Regions from separate parts of the Mus musculus genome. Here all the other regions are linked to region 3. A link is a contact called in public promoter capture Hi-C data. All regions are on one chromosome and are shown on one strand. The core of a region is the stretch at or near the end of the contact, and the rest is flanking DNA. Distances in the headings are between cores, read along the strand shown. Region 1 holds the start of Gmip (Gem-interacting protein). Region 2 holds the start of Yjefn3 (YjeF N-terminal domain containing 3). Region 3 holds the start of D130040H23Rik (RIKEN cDNA D130040H23 gene). Region 4 holds the start of Pbx4 (pre B cell leukemia homeobox 4). Region 5 holds the start of Atp13a1 (ATPase type 13A1).

Region 1 (2,700 bases), core at 109-2,608, 540 kb after region 3:
TGTAGAGGTGAGTGGTTCTGAGCAGTGGCCCTGGCCCAGCCTGGCCCAGCTCAGCCACAGACCCAGCTCAGCCTGCTTCCTTCTTGACAGTTCAAGCTGGTCATCGGCCAGGTCCTGGCCCTGGACTTCTGCCTGGCACTCCTGGCTGACCGTGTCCTACAGTTCTTTTTGGGGACTCCGAAGCTGAGAGTGCCTTCCTGAGAAGATGGTGCTGGTATCCACTGCCTACCCTGGCTGCCACTGAACAGGAAAACCGCCGCTGCCCCAGGAGGGAGCACTGCTCCCATCTCCACAGTGAGGCAGCCCTGCCTTGCTCTTGGAAGACTGAGTTGGGACCCTTGTGGGCATCCGCTGGCCGGGCTAGTAGAAGAGTCCTGGCTAGCACCTTTGGTAAATAAATCGGCGTCTGCAATTTTATAAAGCTTGCTGCCACTTATATCTGTGCCACACAGGGCCCCCTGGGAATTGGAGGGGCCAGGTGGTCACTCAAGGGCCTAGGATTACCACAGGCCCAGAGGAGAGAGACACCCTCTGCGGGCGTTCCTGGACCTAGGACCTCAGGTTTTCTAGTGTCGTGCACATCCTCTCTCTTGTCAGGCGCACTGTCACTGGCCACCGTGGATAGCCTCCTTACATGCATGGAGGTCACAGTGCAAGGTGTTTGTGGCCTTGCCTGCCCTAAAACCACTGACTGCTTTGAAAGGGAGCCGACCACCTCAGGAGCCTCACCCACTTAGACAGTGGTTTGCACTTTTACTTGAAGATTTATTCTCTCTTCATGCTGAACCAGAAAAGAAGACATCAGATCTCATTATAGATGGTTGTGAGTCACCATGTGGTTGTTAGGGATTGAACTCAGGACCTCTGGAAAAACAGACAGTGCTCTTAACTGCTGAGCCATCTCTCCAGCCCTGGTGTGCATCATTAATCTCAGCAGGCAGAGGCAGGGGATCTCTGAGTTGGAGGCTAATCAGTCCCACACACCAAATAAACCAAGCCAGGCCACATAGTGAGACACTTGTCTCCAAAACAACAAAACAAACAAAATAAGCCTGCCCTGGAGATTTGGGGTTTATTGCAGTCCTTCATTGCAGTTCTTCACAGGAGTGCCCTGGATCTAAAAGCCTAGGCGGGGAGTTAAATCTAGTCGCTGGGTGTGGAATGTTCTGGGGCAGACATCCCCGGCTTGCTGGAAGAGTGCTACAGGGACTTAGGGTGCTACAGAAATCTACAGAAGGGACCCCTGGCTCGCTGGGGCTCCTCTACTGGGGTAAACTCTGGAAGCTAGTCAAATGCGATGGCGACTTCCGGGAGGGGCGTGGTCGTCTCGAGGCGTGGCATAGCTGGGGCGGGGCGACACCACTGGGTCGGCAGAGGCAGGAAATCGGGCTGGTCCCGGGCGGCGCGCAGCCCTGTCCCTTTCTCAGCATTGCCGCGCGTTCCCCACCCCACCCCCTGCCCCCGGGCATCGCCATGGACTCAGCGGAGACAGGTACGGGGTGGGGACCGAAGGGGGGGGGCCTCCCACCACCGCTCCTCAGTTCCTAAACCAGAAAACCCAACTTACCCCTGAGCTATCTGACAGCCGGGAAAGGAGTACTGACAGGGGAAGGAACGAGGGGATCCCCGAGCACCTTGGAGACCCCTGAAGCGCACAGTGCTCACGACGCCAGCCTTCAGCCCTCGGATTGCCCGCCAGAGCGGGCACCCCGGATGCCTGGGGGAAGGGGCCCAGGAAGGGGAAGTGGCCGCTTCTGCTTCTGATCGTAGGATGGATGGGGGCAGGGTGTCATGGCCAATATTCCTGCAGGTAGCCCCGAGGCATCAGGCTAGGGGGCGGCGGCAGAATTGTGGCTAGAACTGGGTTATGTTTCCGGCTGTCTTTGTGTATCGAGTGTCATTCAGTCCTGTCCCTCGTGGTTTCAGCGGTACTCGCGTGTGTTTATACCGCAGGCTAAGTGCCTGTGTGTCCCACGTGCTTTTCCATCTGTCTGGCCTGGGGTCCATGTGGCTCCATTGTCAAGCCAGCCCTCTACTCCAGCATTCATATGGCAGCTGCATCTGTTTCCTTCCTTTGCTTATGGGTCCTCCCATGCATGGTGTCCCTGTGGCTGTGAGCAAACGCTTCTCTGAGATTTTACCTGGATCCATCTGTGGAATCAGAAATGACCCCACCGAAGCGCTCTCTCTCTCTCTCTCTCTCTCTCTCTCTCTCTCTCTCTCTCTCTCTCTCTCTCTCTCTCTCTCTCTCTCTCTCTCTCTCTCTCTCTCTCTCTCTCTCTCTGTCCCCCTCCCTCCCCCCTCCTTCTCTCCCCTCTCCGCCCGCCCCCCTTCCCACCTCTGCTTGAGAGTGGTTGTTGAGGTACATTCGGATTGCTTTGCCACTACTAATGGGTGGAGAGAGACACTGGTTGGCTCATGTTTTCTTACACTTCCCTCCCCCAGAGCTAACCCCAGCTCCTGAGGGCAGGAAGAGATACAGTGACATCTTCCAGAGCCTGGACAACCTCGAGATATCATTGGGGAACGTGTGAGTCTGAGCCTGTGTCACCACATTGGGCAGAGCTCCCTAATTATTTGGGTATCATGCTGCCCCACATCCAGACACCCTGACTTCCAACCTCCTGAGCCTAAGACAGGAGCCCCCCCCTCCAAACAACTGGGCCCTCTGGTATTCTAGATACATAGGTATTTGGGGGT
Region 2 (2,700 bases), core at 5-2,504, 620 kb after region 3:
CACTAGTCCTGCTTTCTGAAATTCTGTTTCAAAAACAATGCTGGAGGGATGTGAGATGTCTCAGTGGCTAAGAGCCAGAACTGCTCCTGCAAGGGGCCTGAGTACAGCTCCCAGCACCCACGCTGGGCAGTTCCAGCTTCAGGGGACCCAATGTCTATTTCCTGTACAGACACCTTCACAATAAATTCACAGACATGCCTTAAGAGTCGACAAACTGCTGCCTTTGCAATCAGTTTAATTCCTAGAACCTGCAGAGGTGGGGTGGGGTGGATAAACAGCTGGGCACAGCAGGTGTGTCTGTGACCCAAGCACTGTCAAGGGACATGCAGGAGGATCTGTGGACTTGCTGGCCAGCCAGCCTAGACAATCAATAGTCTAGGTTTAGTGAGAGACTCTTAAATAATAAGATGGAGGAGACTAGAGGAAGGCAGACCTGATGGGAGCCTCTGGCCTCCACTCATAGGCATCACTGTGGAGAGAGAGGCTCAGTCCCACTTTGGTCGGACAGCCATGGTTGCTGCCTCTGCAGGGGTGGGTGGGGTGCTGATCTTTTCCCTGTCTTCACCTGAAGCTATGATAGCAGGGACAGTGAGCAGTCCTAGAGAACCCAACCAAGGGGCAGCGCTGACCCTGGTGCAGAGTGGATGCGAGCTGGGGGAGCAGCCCCCCCCCTCCCCCCCCGCCACTTGGGGCCTGATATTGGGAGGTCCCACTCAATTCCAGCTCCTAGGACAGGAGCAGCCAAGCTTAGATCTCTTTTCAGGTCCAGTGTTGAAGGGAATTAAGCCTGAAAATCCCAAATTACTTCTAGAAAGGCAAGAAACCATCCAGCTAAGGCACCCGGGTGCCCTCCCCATCACTTGTTCACAGGCATCATGCATACATTCTGTACTCCAAAATGTGCCAGGGGCTTTGGCAAGGCATCCTGAGCCCCCTGTGGCTCCCAGTGGCAGTAGATATTCAAAGCCTCTGTGTGACTCCAAGCCCCTGACCACATCTCAAACAATTTCTCTCTGACAATAGAGAACCTGGTGGGTGACTATGAGGGCTGGCTTGCCTGGAATGCAGTTTCCTTGGCAACTCAGCTTTGGATGCACCTGCAAGCTCCCAGCAGACCTTAAGCCCCAGACTCACCTGCCTCCTGCCTGCCACCCTGGCCGCGACCCCTTGTCACCCACTGACCTGAGAAAGCGCCTCTCCTCTGGCAACTGGACAGGGCCCGTGTTGTTGTGCACACTGCTGCTCATGGTCGCATGGGCAAGCTGGCTCCGCGCTGCCTTTTAAGTGTGGCCCGGAGGCGGAGCCCTGTGACTAGGCACCTGCTAATCTGAGGCCACTAGGAGGCGCTCCATACAGCCATTGGCCAAAGCACGGGGTGACTTAACTCTGTGATGACTGGGCCGCGGGCCCAGCGATTAAGGATCCACGATAGAGTCACTATAGAGTCAACATTTTATTTGACCACTCTTTATTATGTGCGTTGGCTCAGGCCCTAAGTGTACCAGGTGAAGCCGAAGTTGGCATTGCTCATCTCCTCCTTGGTGCGCAACCCATACATCTCGCCAATGAGGGGTGGCACCCATCGTGTGGTATGGAACACAGACTCGCCCACCTTCCAGTTGGGCACATCCTTCATGATGATGGCTTCCTCCTCCAGGTTTTCCCGGAGAATCTGCAGGGTCCTGTGGCCACGAGGCATGGCTAAGCTCAAGGCAAACCATTGTCCCTTCCTCCCAGTCCCTGATAGCTCCACTGGACCTCCCACCCTAGCCTACCTCCGGTCCTTCTCTGCCTGGAAGAGCGGCATGAGGGCGATCCTGGCCTCCAAGTCCTCAATCAGCAGGCGCCTGGAAAATCAATACCCAGTGGGGTCAGATGTGGCCATTGGGAGAGTGTGGGACACAGACGTGACAGGGCCACAGGGCGCTGGTGGGGCTGGTGGGGAGGGGGAAGCTGGGGCCAATGCTGGCCACCTGAGTTGGGACAGGAGGGCAAGCTAGGGCACAGCTGGCACAGGCAGGCAATAGCAGCCATAAAACTGCCAGCTTCACACTTTCCTTTCAAATAAACATTTTTTAAAAATCCTAAAAATAGCCCTGCTTGATGCTCTGGATGGAGGGGGACACTCATCACTAGGCTCTGGGCTTTACAAAACCAATTCCCTTTGTTCTCAAAATAGCAGGGGGCTGGGCCTGCAGGGCCTTCTTCCACTGTTCTTATTTATCCCCACAGGGAGTCGAACTTCTCAACTTCAGGGGCTGAGGAAACGGGAACCCAGGAAGGAATCTTTCCAGGGAAACTTTTCATCTATGACACTCACGGTCTTGGGCTCTCTGGTACCTGCCACCATGTACCAAGGCCAAGCCCACCACCTGCTGGTTACCACCCACAGTGCCAGCTGTGAAGCCCAAGTCCAACAGCTGAAGGCCTGGTCTCAGCGTTTTACTTCAGGACAGGAAGTAGGAGTTCCCTCATCCTCACAGAACCCCTCCATGGTGGTGAGCAGGGCCTACCTGCGCTCCTGGTTCCACCTCATCATTCTCCAGTAGCCAAAGATCAAGGCCCCGATGCCCACAGCAAACATGCTGTACCCTGCAAGAGAAATGAGACCCCCCTCTCAGCATGGTGCCCTCCAGGGCCCCACTTAGGACACTGGGTCATTGTACCCAGTGAAGTACCTGCTGGCTCTGCCTTCTACAC
Region 3 (2,700 bases), core at 102-2,601:
TTTTAGATTGCGACCATGTTCAAAAGTGTATTTGTTAAATGAGCATGTTGAGGAATAAGCAGAACTCCACGTGAATGTGTCCAGGCTTCCTAAGAAAAATCCCCATGCTTCCTTTTTTGAGAAACAGCATTGCTTTGGAAATGACTCCCATGCCCATACAGGTAAGAACTTTGGCTCAGCATTTCTGTTTTGTCTGCTGTGATAGCAATTTTTGATAGTCAGACTGAATACATCTGGAATTAACTAAAACCCAATGGGCTGAAAACATGCGAGGGATTTTAATTAAAGCTTTTAAAGTGGAAAGACATTTCAGGATCTTTTGAGGTGACAATATTCACCTTTAATCTGGGCCACACCTTCTGGTAACAGCCTACTTTTGTAAGTTCATTTCTTTACTGGCATTAGAGCCCCTATCTTTAAAATCGTGGGTTATACTGAAGACCGGCTGAGACAACCAGCCTAATGGACTGAACTAGTGAATTCTTCAACTTTTAGTTGGTAGACAGCCCTTCTTGGACTTGCTGGACCACAGCCTGTGAGCCATTCTAATAGATTCCCTTTCTACCTACATAGAGATCTGTTTTATCCCTTCTGTTCATCTAGAGAACCTTCACTAATACACAGCTATGTTCTTTTCACCTTAACTCAGGAACATGCTGGCTAAGAATAGTGTTCATAAAAGGCATGTTTCTATGAACCAATTCATTCTAAGTATTCAAGTTACCATGGAGACTATACTTTTCATTATTACTAATTTGTCAGGAGACAGGCCTGCATTTCATGAGGAAAACTCCTATAGGAGTGGAGTACCATTCAGCCTTCTGGTGGGAGGTATACCTATCATTGTGTTTCTGATCTGGTTCCAGCTTTTCTCTCAGGATATTCTGACGTACCCTTGCCTCCCAGGTTACATGCAGTTGAACTTCACCTAGCCTCAGTGTCAAGCAAAAGAACAAACGTTTTGATTCCTAAAATCTCTCCTTAATTGTTAATATTGTGGCTCCCTTCTACTTGTGGGACACAAAAATCACTCCACTCCACATTGTGAAATGAGATGCACAAGCCAGCCACCCAGTGTCCAGGAGGAAGAAGGAAATGTTGCTGAGTGCAGAAAGGCGGAAGGGTGAATGGTTGGAGGCAGGGGCAAATGCGACTGAAATGCAAATATGTGCATATCCGGGAAAGGTCTGGCCTTGGGGTTGATATCAGCTCTAGCAAACACTGTGCTGTGTCCCTTCTGCATCCTCTAAGCATAAGGGGGAGGTTCTTGTCACTCAAGTCTCATTAGCCAATCAGACCCTTGAGGCGGACCTCCAGTCAGAAGGGGAGGCGGGCTCTTCCGGGGGACTTTCTGCAGGCTGGAATCTGAAGCTTCCTTAGTGCTAGTGGTTCTTTGCCACTACCTGCGGCTTAAGCGCGAGCCTGGGAGAGAAGATATGGTGAGCGAGGGGCGGTTGCCTGGTGAGCAGTGGGCTTGTGAACCTCGGGAGCCCGTGTGGTTGGCCCTCCCTGGGGTCGGATGGGAAGCAGTGGTTAGATGCAGCCTGCTGTGAGATTCTTTGTGGTATTTGCATCTCCCTAGACCCCAGTGGTGGTCTGGGAGCTGCATCTGCGCAGAGCCTTGGGAACAGGGGTAGTGTGTAGAAGTATCCTTGTAGTCAGTTTCACCAGGCTTTTGTTGCATCTGAAGATGGCAGTTTGCCAAACTCAGAGAGTCCCAGTTTCTCTAGCATCTCTAGAATTTCTGTGCTTCATATTTAATATTTAGGAGTACGATCCATTTGGAGTTAGTTTTGGGGAGGTAGTAAATGGCGTTTCATGTGTTCGTTAGCACTCCGCTAATAATCTGTGATGGAGAAGGGTAGAGTTGATGATGGAAAGGATTTACCAATGCTTAGGAGATAATAAGTCACGCAAAGTAGAGTTTAGCTAAGGGTGGGCTGCCTCTAAAGCATCCTAAAGATGATGATAAGTAGTATGCTAACCAGGCTTCTTAGACATGAGGTGATCAGAAACACATGTTCACTCACCAGAATTGTCTCGACATTTGGCCCCAAACTCTAACAAAAGATTTACAACCAGCCACTAACGCAATCCGCATATTAAAAGGCAGTTAGTTGTCTAAAAGCTATTCAAAGAAGTAGTGCACGGTCACAACTAACATCAAGGTCTGGTGTGCTATACAGGTCTAGTTTTTCCCACTAAAAAAGCATAGTTTTGCCCGATGGGTAAGACACAGCTCTTTGAAAAGGAAGGGCACTGTTGTGTTGAGGGCTGGCCTGATCTAGCAAGGTTTTCCCTGAGGCTTTCCTGTGTGGAAAAGGAGCACTGCCCCTTCTCAAACTGAGGAACAAACCTGGTAGATCCAGTAGAAACCTGGATTGACACAGTTAAGTCAGCTCAGAGGTTTGAGACACAGGCCACTCACTGGCTGTAGCTGTGTGTCATGGGTTATACATCTCAACAGCTAACACTGTGCCCAGAGGCAAGGTCAATCGATATCTTATTAATGGCATTCCCTCTACTAAGGAAGGATCTACTCTTTTTCCAGGTCAATAGTGCTAAGATTTTTTTTTCAATTATTTTTACCTTTTAAAAATTTTTTAACTTAATAACATGTACACTTTTTATTTTCTTAATTTAGGTTATATGTGGGAAACTGAGACAGTAATTCAAATAAAAAAAGTGTTTTGGTTGTAC
Region 4 (2,700 bases), core at 11-2,510, 560 kb after region 3:
AGTCGGGTGCTCTTACCCACTGAGCCATCTCACCAGCCCAGAAGAATTCTGAGGAGTCATAGAGTGGAGGACCCTGAGGGCTGCTGGGAGAACCCCAGGGCGGGGGGTGGGAGGGACTGTGAAAAGGACCAGAAATTTTGCGGAGCCTGGGACTCAGGTGTGAGAGGCCTTGAGGAAGAGGCAGGACTGGGGAGTGGGAATTCTGAGGAGCTGTGGGGAGCTATGAGGAGGAAGACCCACAGTTCTGAGGAAGTAGCCAGGGCAGTGAGGAGAGGGGAAGGCACTCTCAGTTACCAGTGAATTTGATATCAGTTTGAACTATATGAGGCACTGACTCAAGACGCTGAAAATTTAGGGTACAGATATAGTTAGGTTGGTAGGGTTTTGTCTGGTATGCTTGCTGCCCTGAATTCCATCCTCTTCACCACACAAACAGGGCCCTGTGGCACACAGCACTCATCCCAGCACTTAGGAGTTAGAGGTAGAAGAAAGTTCGAGATCATGCTCCAATCATAGCAAACTCGGGCAACCTTCATTACATAACAAACTTGAGGACAGCATGGGCAATAAGAGACTCTGTCTCAAGTTATTTTTGAAACAAGGTCTCTCTGTATAGCCCTGGCTGTCTGGAAACTATGTAGCCTAGGCTAGCCTAGAGCTCACAGAGATCCATCTCCCTGGTGTTGGGATTAAAGGCATGTGTCGCCTTGCCCACCCACAAATTTTTGAAATTTTTGAAAAATATGAAGATGGGGAGCAAACAGTGAGGATGCAAGCCTCTGAGGAAGTAAACTCAGATGTGAATGACTGTAAAGAACCCGGGCCCTGTGAAGAAGTGATAACCTAAACAGATCCAGGACTAAAGAGAAGGCAGAGGCACTGGAGTAAGCAAGGGACGAGGGCCTATGATGGGGAAGGTAGCCATAAAGTGCACCAGACTTAAGCAAATGCAGGCGGTAGTCGTTACCATGGCAACCCCAACCATGGGGTTCCTTTCTTACTGGCAGTTGAGAAAGGAAGTTTCTAGCTAGTCGCTGAGGAGGGGGAACAGTGCATGGTGCTGATTGGTGACGGCGCCCACAGGGGGCGTGTCCTGAGGGGTGGGAGGATCAGAAGAGAATTCCTGTTTCCTAGACAACCCTCAACCCTCAGCAGCCGTTGAGAAGCTGTTTGGGGCGCATCGCGAAGGAGAGGGTGATGCACGGCGAAGATAGATGAAAAGGGCGTTTTATTGGCTAGTGGACTTGAAGGAGGCGTGGTCCCTGGGTCTGCGGCGGTTGGCTGCTGCGCAAGCGCGAGAGCCCGGCGGGACCTGTCCCTCTGCGCTCGCTCGGGACTGTAGCCCATGGCCGCCCCTCTGCGTCCCGTGCCGCCACAGCCCGCCCCGCGCCGCCTGCCGACCACAGCTCCACTAGGCCATGACACGAGCGACGTCCTGCAGCAGATCATGGCCATCACCGACCAGAGCCTGGACGAGGCTCAGGCCAGGTGCGGCTCCCGGGCAGGAAGGGAAGGGGCGGAGGCGGGATGAGGATGGGACAGGTGCAGCTGAGCTTGGAGTGATGGACAGGCGGAGTGATCTTGGGCCAGAGGGAATGAAGGATACAAGAATTTGTCCTGGACTAAAGGGTGACTTCGTGAGGAAAGAGGGTATCAGAGTTATGGAGGTAAAAGCCCGGCCCTGGGAACAGGAGACATTGGAAGGGTTAAGTGATCTATTATTGGCGGACGCGTAGGGTTGGGGTAGGGCAAAGACCGCAAGTTTGCAAGTCACACAGTGGAAGAGAAGCTACTGAAGAGCCTGTACTAGAATGATCTGATACAGGATCCGTTGAGAACTTTCAGGAACGGATATGGGGAGCTGGGTGGACATAGAGGGCACCCGTCTTTTTATAGTTTTTATTTTCTCTTTGTGTGTATGTGTGTGTGCTCCCGACATGTGAGTAGAGATCTCCAGTTCTTTGGGAGTGTAGCGAGTACACTAAACCACTAAGCTCTCTCTCCAGTGTACCCACCCCCAACCTGGCAGGAGCTTTTATCACCAGGCTTGCTTCAAACTCATCATTTTTTTTAAAGAGTCAGTTATTTTATGTATATGAGTACACTGTAGCTGTCTTCAGACACACCAGAAGAGGGCATCAGATCCCATTACAGATGACTGTGAGCCACCAAGTGGTTGCTGGGAATTGAACTCAGGATCTCTGGAAGAGCAGTCAGTGCTCTTAACCACTGAGCCCTCTCTCCATCCCTCAAACTTATTAAAAGATAACCTTGGAAGGATCTTTGAGTTCGAGGCCAGCCTAGTCTGCAAAGCGAGTTCCAGGACAGCCAGGGCTACACAGAGAAACCCTGGCTAGAACCATCCAGAGACTCAAACAAACAAACAAACAAACAAAAGATAACCTTGAACTCCTGATCATGCAGTCTTTACCTTCAGAGTGCTGGGGTGAGAGTCATCCGCCACCCACTAACCACATCCCAAGGATTCCTTTTCTTTATATTTATTTGTCTGTTTGTTTGGGAGAGGACCTCATGTTTCCCAGGCTAGCCTGAAACTCTCCATACAACACATACAGTCCAGGATGATCTCCTGCCTCAGCCTCCCTGAGTGCATGTACCAGCACACCCAGCTCGTGTGATGCTCAGGCTGAACACAGGGCTTTGTGCATGCTAGGCCAGCACTCAGGGACCCATTTTAAA
Region 5 (2,700 bases), core at 169-2,668, 520 kb after region 3:
ATGACTGAGAGGTCATTTGGGGGTGAAGGCACACCCCCAAATGGTGATCACTCCAAACTGCAAACCTAGAGTTCTCCGCCGTACTTGCAATGAACTTGCCTGCCTAATAACCTCGGGGAGAAGTGAGCCTGCTGCACCTGCTAAGGTTTCAGGAATTTCTTCAGCCTCTGAATTATTTCCTGAGTCTTAACGGACCTCTCTGTAGAGAGCAGGCTCAGAGGGCAAGAGCATTTGCTGCCAAGCCCAAGGACTGGAGACTAATCCCCTGGGGTGGGATAGAGTGAAGAGAAGCGAGGAGACAAGGCCTGCCTTTAGAACTTCCTTAGTCCTCTTATCAAACTTTCCTCCAGTCATTTCAACTGAGAGAAAATCACTATGCAACAGCAGGCTGCAGTCAGGGGGCTGTGTGAGTTTTTCTATTTGTTTGTTTTTACAAAGAATGAAACCCAGGATTTCAAGAATGCTGGGCAAGCACTCTAACACTGAACTAGCCAACACTTTTATTTTTTTTTTTAAGTCTGGAAAAAGTCTCCTTAAGTTCTCAGATGACCTTGAAGTTGTCATCTTCCTACTTCAGCTTTGCTTATACATGAGATGCCCTGCACTACCAAGCAAAATAACATTGAAAAAGAATAAAAATGATCTATATTGGATCTGGGTAGGGTGGCCAGCACTCGCGAGTCAAAGGCAGCGGCCACTATCAGCACTGGCTGCTCTTCCAGAGGATCTGTATTTAATTCCCAGAACTCACACTCACAACTAACTGTAACTCCAAATCCAGGATTCAGACACATTCTTTTTTTTTTTTTTTTACCCGCTCCCACCTCAGACGAATTCTTAGGGCCCCGTAGGAACTGCACAGCGCGCGCGCGCACACACACACACACACACACACAGAGACAGATACATACTTATATATTTTTAAATCTTCAAAACCTTCTTATGGCTGTGTTTAAATAACAGTACTTGTACAGAATAGTTGCATAAAGCATCATAGTATATTTCATAAGTACCTAATTTTCCATTTATGTTAATGTGACCTTGTGTACTTATTACCGTATGGCTTGCATGGAAAAGGCACCCTCAACCCTACCTTGCGAAAGCTCCGCCTCCTCCCAAACCCGCCCTCAAAAGGTCCCAAGTCCTAAAGTTTGTATCTTAGGGTAAGCTTTTCTCCTCCCCAAACGGAGGCTCTTTCCTAGATAGATGCCGGAAAAGTTGCTGAGAAGGGACGGGCTCTTCCGTTTCAGGGTCTCTTGCTGATGTCAATCCCGCCCTGCCCGTCTACATCTTTTGCGTTCTTAGTTCGCCACGGCCGACCTTAGCAAGCTGATTTGGACCTTTGGTACCTTCTTTGTCATGGCGGCGCCCTGAACAGACACTTGTGTTAACCCACCTAACGGTTTACCTAGGCGCTTCCTATTCCAAGGTGGCGCTCAGACCTTACCGGAAGTAATAGACCGGAAGTGGGGCGGTGCCTCTGCCGGAAGCCAGCGCAGCGCTGGGAAAGATGGCGGTGGTGGGCAACGCGGTTCCTTGCGGAGCCCGGCCTGGCGGGGCCCGGGACAACGGGTCTCCTCAGCCTGGGTCGCGATTGCGGCCGGGCCTAGCTGCCGGGCCAGCACTCATAGCGAACGGCGACGAACTGGTGGCCGCCGTGTGGCCGTACCGGCGGCTGGCGCTTCTGCGGCGCCTCACCGTGCTGCCGTTTGCCGGGCTGCTGTACCCAGCCTGGCTGGGCGCCGCCGCCAGCGGTTGCTGGGGATGGGGCAGCAGCTGGACCCAGATACCCGAGGCCGCGCTGCTGGCGCTCGCCACCATCTGCCTCGCGCACGCACTCACTGTCCTGTCGGGGCATTGGTCTGTGCACGCGCACTGCGCGCTCACCTGCACCCCGGTAAGTGCGCGCGCGCGCCCGACCCCGACCCGGACCGGGACCCAGGCACAATGGGGCCTAGCGGGGGTACCGGGCTGCCGCGGGCTTGCGAGTCTCCAATCTTAACAGCTCGATTCTCCAGCGGCGCCCCCTGTCCTATGGCTCAGGCCTACTTCTGACCCCGCTGTGACTCGCCATGCAGTTGTGGCTGGTTATTTTGATTCACAAGAAACACCTGGAACACACTTAGAGCAGGATCCATATGCTACTGTTAGTGTGAATTGTTCTCTTAGCTCCCATATGGTGTATTGTTCTTGGAACGGTTCCGCCTTGCTTCTCCGTCATCTCCTACCTTGGTTTTGGTTTTCTTTTCTTACTCTTTTTTTTTTTTTCCTGTAAGATAGGATCTCACTATGCAGCCTTGGGTCGTCTAGGACTCACTGAGAACCGCCTAGCTCTGCCTCCAGAGTTCTCGGGTTAAAAGCCTGTGTCACTATTTCTGGCTTCTACTCTTGTGTTGGTCTTTCTTTCTTTTTTTTTTTTTTAAGTGTTAGATTAGACCTGTGGGGTAATACCCCCAAATGTATGAAGCCAAGTCCTATGGCCCAGTGTTCAGCTTCTGTCTGTCCCTTGCTAGACCCAAAAGAGAGTGTAATTCATTCTGGTGCTGAAGATGGCCAGGAACTACTTGTAAGTGACTTAAAATAGCGTAGAGTCTCAAGTTATCGGTAAGGTATGGTTAAGATGAGGGCTTGTCAGAATGGTGCAGTGATTCTAAATTCAGAACTCTAAACATAGTGTCACTACAGGAAGCACTGACTTTA

Evidence for each region. Promoter capture Hi-C pulls out the DNA fragments that hold promoters and counts their contacts.
Region 1: a contact with region 3 is called in a promoter capture Hi-C map of maxillary cranial neural crest. The contact joins the promoter of Gmip here to the promoter of D130040H23Rik in region 3. A contact is called at or near these places in 4 of 39 promoter capture datasets (the 3T3-L1 cell line, cranial neural crest, liver and 1 more), 1 of 115 datasets of contacts at active chromatin or transcription factors (embryonic stem cells) and 1 of 9 other capture datasets (adipose tissue).
Region 2: a contact with region 3 is called in a promoter capture Hi-C map of hippocampal neurons, with 2.3 times the contacts expected there. The contact joins the promoter of Yjefn3 here to the promoter of D130040H23Rik in region 3. A contact is called at or near these places in 5 of 39 promoter capture datasets (the 3T3-L1 cell line, the C10 cell line, cranial neural crest and 2 more).
Region 4: a promoter capture Hi-C map of neural stem cells shows a contact between it and region 3. The contact joins the promoter of Pbx4 here to the promoter of D130040H23Rik in region 3. A contact is called at or near these places in 4 of 39 promoter capture datasets (the 3T3-L1 cell line, cranial neural crest, liver and 1 more) and 2 of 115 datasets of contacts at active chromatin or transcription factors (embryonic stem cells and extraembryonic endoderm stem cells).
Region 5: a contact with region 3 is called in a promoter capture Hi-C map of hippocampal neurons, with 2.5 times the contacts expected there. The contact joins the promoter of Atp13a1 here to the promoter of D130040H23Rik in region 3. A contact is called at or near these places in 7 of 39 promoter capture datasets (the 3T3-L1 cell line, the C10 cell line, cranial neural crest and 3 more), 1 of 484 Hi-C or Micro-C datasets (B cells), 1 of 115 datasets of contacts at active chromatin or transcription factors (embryonic stem cells) and 2 of 9 other capture datasets (adipose tissue and pancreatic islet).

What each region holds. Positions count from the first base shown.
Region 1 is chr8:69,807,329-69,810,028 of GRCm38.p6, forward strand. It overlaps Gmip (Gem-interacting protein), which reads left to right and starts at 1,359. Exons shown (of 21, transcript NM_198101.1): 1 at 1,359-1,492; 2 at 2,446-2,530. The coding sequence starts at 1,474. Atp13a1 (ATPase type 13A1) reads left to right here. Exons shown (of 26, transcript NM_133224.2): 25 at 1-7; 26 at 91-421. The coding sequence ends at 201.
Region 2 is chr8:69,892,729-69,895,428 of GRCm38.p6, forward strand. It overlaps Yjefn3 (YjeF N-terminal domain containing 3), which reads right to left and starts at 1,255. Exons shown (of 6, transcript NM_001353930.2): 1 at 1,183-1,255. The coding sequence starts at 1,247. It overlaps Ndufa13 (NADH:ubiquinone oxidoreductase subunit A13), which reads right to left. Exons shown (of 5, transcript NM_001382215.1): 3 at 2,514-2,592; 4 at 1,776-1,847; 5 at 1,441-1,682. The coding sequence ends at 1,493.
Region 3 is chr8:69,269,753-69,272,452 of GRCm38.p6, forward strand. It overlaps D130040H23Rik (RIKEN cDNA D130040H23 gene), which reads left to right and starts at 1,352. Exons shown (of 5, transcript NM_001384124.1): 1 at 1,352-1,439.
Region 4 is chr8:69,831,364-69,834,063 of GRCm38.p6, forward strand. It overlaps Pbx4 (pre B cell leukemia homeobox 4), which reads left to right and starts at 1,261. Exons shown (of 8, transcript NM_001024954.2): 1 at 1,261-1,488. The coding sequence starts at 1,346.
Region 5 is chr8:69,789,745-69,792,444 of GRCm38.p6, forward strand. It overlaps Atp13a1 (ATPase type 13A1), which reads left to right and starts at 1,419. Exons shown (of 26, transcript NM_133224.2): 1 at 1,419-1,897. The coding sequence starts at 1,511.